2 separate regions of the Danio rerio genome follow, and region 1 is linked to region 2. Evidence: chromatin contacts called from public Micro-C data. All regions are on one chromosome and are shown on one strand. Each heading gives the region's core, a stretch centred on a gene start, on an enhancer-like site or on the middle of the called end of the contact. The rest is flanking DNA. Distances are from core to core; before and after follow the strand shown.

The links. A called contact is a pair of places that touch in the nucleus more often than the background predicts.
Region 1: a contact with region 2 is called in a Micro-C map of caudal fin, with 7 times the contacts expected there. The contact joins the promoter of atf6 here to the enhancer-like site in region 2. A contact is called at or near these places in 2 of 18 Hi-C or Micro-C datasets (caudal fin and an unstated tissue).

Annotation. Positions count from the first base shown.
Region 1 is chr20:37,134,716-37,137,913 of GRCz12tu, forward strand. It overlaps atf6 (activating transcription factor 6), which reads right to left and starts at 1,619. Exons shown (of 16, transcript NM_001110519.1): 1 at 1,529-1,619; 2 at 843-922. The coding sequence starts at 1,619.
Region 2 is chr20:37,022,334-37,025,336 of GRCz12tu, forward strand. It overlaps fam102bb (family with sequence similarity 102 member Bb), which reads right to left. Exons shown (of 11, transcript NM_001044844.1): 11 at 1,442-1,484. The coding sequence ends at 1,442. Among named protein-coding and RNA genes, the nearest start is that of henmt1, 9.0 kb to the left of the region's middle. Within about 2 kb of position 1,633, at least 3 of the 62 cell types and tissues checked have an H3K27ac peak or open chromatin away from gene starts, as enhancers often do.

The DNA of each region.
Region 1 (3,198 bases), core at 369-2,868, 110 kb after region 2:
AATCTAAAACCGATTTAATTGTTGTATTATTATTATTATTTAAAATTCAAACAAAAAATTATAAACCAAAATGTGAGCAATACATTAGCAATGGATGACAACAAAAAAAAAACTATAAAAACAAACATTAAGAATTGTATTAAATAAACAGACACCAAATTAAAATAAACATTTGTGTAAATAAATACAGGAATGCTAATAATTTTAAATATTGAAAAGTTTTACATACAAATAAAAACTTGACATGTTTAGGCCTCCTTTTTGCATTGTAATTAGTTAAAATCAAAAAGTAATTTTATCAACAACAAAAAAAAGTTCTTTAAGTACAGTTGAAGTCAAAATTATTACCCCAATTAGACTTTTTTTGTCTTTTTAAAATTTCCCTAATTATAATTAACAGATCAAGGACATTTTCACAGTATGTCTGATAATATTTTTCTTCAAGAGAAAGTCTTATTTGTTTTATTTCGGCTAGATTAAAAGCAGCTTTTATTTTTTGAAACCAAATTTAAAGTCAAAATTATTAGCCCCTTTAAGCTATATTATTTTAATAGTTTACAGAACAAACCATCATTATACAATGACTTGCCTAATTACCCTAACCTGACTAGTTAACCAAATTAACCTTGTAAAACCTTTAAATGTCACTTTAAGCTGTACAGACGTGTCTTAAAAATATCTAGTATGTTATGTTATTAGTATTTTAATGTTATTTAATTTCATCATGGCAAAGATAAAATAAATCAGTTATTAGACATGAGTTCAAAAGTTAATAAAATAATATAATTCTTTAAAAACATGAACACGTTTGTACAGATTGCCTTGACAGATGTTTGACTCACATAGCCTACACTTTTCACCAGCGCCTCCAGAAGCTCATCAGCATCTCCAAGATCCTCCAGCTCATCAAACAAACTGATGTCTAGAAATGTAAAAGATAATATGTGAACTAAACTTGACAGGAGCAAAGCTTAGTTACAGAGTAAGGCCCAAAAACAACGTTCTGAAACAAATCAAGTCAAAAAAAGTATCCATTTCATCATTTTCTTTCATGCAGGTTTGTGTCCAGCTCAAGCTGCCTGTAAACAATGAGGTGTAACACAGAACATTTGGTATGCATTTCAGTTTCTTTATGTTAACCTAAGCCTAAATTACACTTTTTTCTTCAAAAGACAGTCAGGGTGTATGAACTGAATGCATAATGTTACATAATAGCACAACTATACGCTTGTGTAAAAATGCAGTTGTAAAACGACAAGAAATAATTACATTTGAAGTCAAATTCGACTATCTTTATGGTTGTGAACAACATTTTAAATTGAAACTACCAAAACAACACTGCGGATGAATGAGACAGGTTCACCCATCTGTTTTGTGAAACTTACATCTACATTAGGTTGCTCTTTAGAGATTATTTTACATACGACTCCGCATTCTTGTTCATACCATAAGTATTTACAGTCTTTATTGCACTTGAAGACTCAGAAGACTCACGCTGTCATGGATTTATCTAGAACGTGTATCTTACCCCACTCTCCATCCTGGTCGATGGAAATATCTCCCACTTCCTTACTACTCATCGAAGGATTCATTAAATCTAACATTAAATTCGACGACATTGTGCCTTGAAAACATTAGTAACAGTAAAAGTGAGTCGAATGACGGACGCTAGTTACAGAGCTCTGCGTGTAGTAACAAACACTCTCGCTTTTCCCGATTCTGATGAAACTGCATAACAATAATGCACCAAGTACACGTCTTGTTTTACGGTAGTTCTACGGGTGCCGAAGTGGTTCAAATCATTACCTAAAACCTGCCTTGTTGTTCTTCATCTCTTCACCACACGGGGGGAGTAGACTGTCGGTTTTGCTCTAACTTAGGGAGTCATTTTGAAGAATCAGTTATTTTGTTGTAAAAAAAAAACGCTGATCAAAAAAGGATTGAACTGTTTTGACACATCAAATGTTTTTAACACACTAGTTTGGTGTATATATTTGCTTTGCAGTTTTCATTGCAGTCTTGCAAAGCTTATTTATAATCTAATTTTCATAGCTGTCTCTAAACATAACAGTTTTAATAACTCATTTCTAATAACTGATTTATTTTATCTTTGCCATTATGACAGTAAATAATATTTGACTAGATGTTTTTAAAGACACTTCTGTACAGCTTAAAGTGACATTTAAAGGCTTAACAAGGTCCAATAGGTTAACTGCAGGTTAGGGTTATTAGGAAAGTCATTGCATATCAATGGTTTGTTAAGGTCAAATAATTTTGACCTTAAAGAGATGTTTAAAAAATTAAAAACTGCTTTGATTCTGGCCGAAATAAACAAATAAGACTTTCACCAGAAGAAAAAATATTATCAGATTGTTATACTGTGAAAATTTCCTTGGTCTGTTAAACATAATTTTGGAAATATTAAAAAATAATAATAATTCAAAAGGGGGGCTAATAATTCTGACTTCAACTCGAACTTCACACAAACATCCACATTAACACATGCAGATAGCCTGCATGTAAACTCGCAGCATGTAAACACACCTACTTTTTTAATGTAAGAAAGAACTAAAACTGACTAACTAAAAGTATATTTTATTAAACCAGTTATTTTAAAAAAGAGATTTATTTTTATATCTAATATTTTATTATTCCAAACAAATATATATGCTAAAAAGGATTTGCATTAATTTACATTTATAGATATAAAATTTTGCTATATATATATTAGTGTAAACCCCAAAACAAGGTGTTTTGATTAAGTCTTAAACAAAGATTAAGATTATTGTGGATAATGAAAGCATTTTCAAAAAAGCACTTAATTCCAAAAAGATTGAACAAAAGGAAATTCCGAAAATAAATGAGCTACACTTTAAGTAGACGTTTCCCAGAAAGAGCAGGTACATCAATGTCACTTTTAAAACTTGTGCATAAGGATAGAGAGGAAATTTTTTTTTTTATAATCATATAAATTATTTTGGTGGCGCAGTAGGTTGTGCTGTCACCTCACAGCAAGAAGGTCAATGGTACGAGCTTCCACTGGGTCAGTTGACGTTTCTGTGTGGAGTTTGCATGTTCTCCCTGTGTTTGTGTGGGTTTCCTCCGGGTGCTCCGGTTTCCCCCTCAGTCCAAAGACATGTGGTACAGGTGAATTGGGTAGGCTAAATTTTTCGTAGTGTATGAGTGTGTCTGTGAATG
Region 2 (3,003 bases), core at 383-2,882:
CATTTCTACACTAGAACTCTAGACATTTATGATATAATCAAGTGCAACAATAACAATTGTACACACACTTGCTGGATCCCCCTACACACACACACACAATCAAAAATCACAGAGGCATGTGAGTTTACATTTATAAAACATCAAATGGCTTCTCAGATGATCTGGGCATACGGTCACATAAAACTGCTGAAGCACTTTTGATACTCTGATTGCTGATCTTACAGAAAATAGCCATTAAAATACCTTCATTTTAGTGATACATCAAGTAGCTACAAAAACATGGATAATATGTTTTTGTAGTGTTATAGAGAGGATCGGACGAGCTCCAGAGCCTTGTGCTAAAACTTTCAAGCATTGCTGTAATGGTTAAATGCTTTGTTCTGTGCTGCCTTGTTACTAATTGTAGCTTTAGAACATCTTGGCTTACACTACATTACAGCATAGATCTCAAACTTGATTCCTGGAACCAGCAGCTCTGGACAATTTTGCTCCAACCCTAATCAAACACAGCTTATCCAAATAATCAAGGAGTACTAGAGACTATTATGCAGGTGTGATTTGAAGGTGGTAGGAGCTGTGGCTCCCCAGGAATTTGGTTCGAGATCATTGCATACAGAATGTCATCATCATCAAATGTCACTGACTGCTGGCAAACATCATATATTCACCTGTCTGGATTTTAAATAGTCTGTGTATATAAATCTAATTTTTTGAGATGACTTCTGTAATGCGACTGTAGGAGTTAACTGCTTATTTTCTGCAATAAAAGTAGAGATACACATTTAACGTGTACGAGTTTAACAGCTCAGCCTCAAAACCAACTACAACTATAAAGACACATAGAAAGCCTGTGTAAAGTCCTTCAATTCAAAGTGCTATCCAACTGGACGTGTTTCAAGTCTGAAAACGGCTTCATCTGTCAGACGCTTCACGACGCTGCGAGTGGAGGATGACGGTTTGATTTCCAATAGTACAGTGATGAGATGACGACAAAATGGACTAAGAGCTCAACATCTACAGAGTATACACCTAATACATACTGTAAAGATGTTTAAAATCCTTCGAAATGGCTCACAAACATGTAAACATTGATAAAATAAACATATCTTACTAAAATAATGTCATATAATAATTTTTCTTCTAAAAATCAGCGAGTAAAATAGTGGGAACGCTCTCTGATTTTGCAATGCAAACATATTAGCAGACGGACTTTACCTCACAGTGAAACACAGACACCAATAATGGCAGCCTCGCAAAGAGGAGCTGTCGGTTCTTTATGTAGCCAGCAGAGGGCGCCGCTTTACTGAGAGGCTGAAACCGGTTCGTGACAAACACTCTTAATGTGAGAGGAGACGAACATGTCTGAATCTCTTCGTCCATTTTCTCCTCCCACGAAACAGACTTTGGTTTTTGACACTTTTCCTTCTGGCATCTCTCAACCCTAGCGTTTAATCACCACCTGTTCGTAGGCACCAGCACCAACCCTAAAAAAGAGAAGCCATCAGCATTTTACATGAAGCCCAGTAAACGCTTTGCACTGTACTAAATGCACCGGGCTACATTTTTATAGACCGCGAGGGAATACCAGTGATAACTGTGTGATTCATTGTCAAGTAAAAGAGAGAGGAAGCCTAAAATTTAAATCCTCAATTAGCTTCATGTTGTAACAAACTGTTTTGGTGATTTACTTATGTGACACACTACCAGAAATGCAGGAGAAAAAGAGGTTTAGCAGAACACACAAGCTGTTCTTTTTTCATATAACTGAATTGAAGTGAATTGGGACAGATATCAACCTCCAGAAAGAACCACTAATGTAGTCCGTGTGAATTTATCCCTAGTAGCAAAGAATTCTTGCCCAGATTTGGCAAAAAGCTGGCACAGCAGGCATTCATCCGGCACTGGTATACAGCATGTGGGCCAAACATGGCCCGGGTTTGGCAGAGGTGGCACTGTTTTTAAGGCAGCACACAAGATTTGGGCCAGATGAAAAACGTAGTATTTGGCCCAGATTTAAAAATTTGATAAGTGGGCCAATTGAGTTTGGCCAGTCTTGACCCACATTTAAAATACAATAAAATCATTTTTGAGTAAAGAAAAAAAATTCTACCAATCAGGTCACTTTGAGAAAAAGCATGCCCATAGTGTGCCTTAAGCGCATCACTCCATAGGTTTGTCAATTTCATTGCAATCGTGACACACCAACCTATCTGGCCCAGTTCAGGCCCAGTTATGAGTTATTAACTTGACTGAGACTTGGCCCACATATGGTCTGTGTTTGGCCCTTGTCTGGAAGCCAGATTTGGTCCAGTCATGTACCGTAATTCACTGCGGCATGTGGGCCAAGCAAAACCTGATTGTGTGGGCCAGAGATGGGCCAGAGAAATTTTGCTATGTGGGATGTTACTGTATTTCCAGTCATTTTCATAATTGCTGTTGTATGGCTTCAGAAGACTTGCCCACAAATACATTTACGGTCTCTTTTGATCATTCTTTTAAAGGAAGAAAATTAGGACAATTATCTAAACTCTTTGGTCATTTTTGAGCAAGATGCTAATGGTCTAATCCGATTCAATTATCTATGCTAAGCTAAGCTAATAGTGCTCCTGCCTGACTTCAAGATCAAATGAATGGATTCAAAGATGTTTTAACTACACAATTTAACTCCTTGGGAGTTGCAAAATGAGGTTATTTACAAAAAAGGTAAAGTGATCGTTTTAAAAGTGCTGTATGTCAGGTTTTGACTTTTCTAAAGCATAAAATACCATAATATGTTTGCAGATAATTAAGAAACATGCAAAGTGAAAATACTTGTTTATCTGAAAAGTCAGCTATTCTGCTTTGAAAAAAATGTGAGTTACGTGCCGGAATATCTGTCTTTGTTTTGGTTCTTTTAACCTGCCCACTGACACTTTAGCCTATTATATTTCAGCACCCTGGGTTACCTTGTTGAAAAACCTGGTATTTTATTCATTTATTCAGAAAGGCTCTAAGCATGTGTCC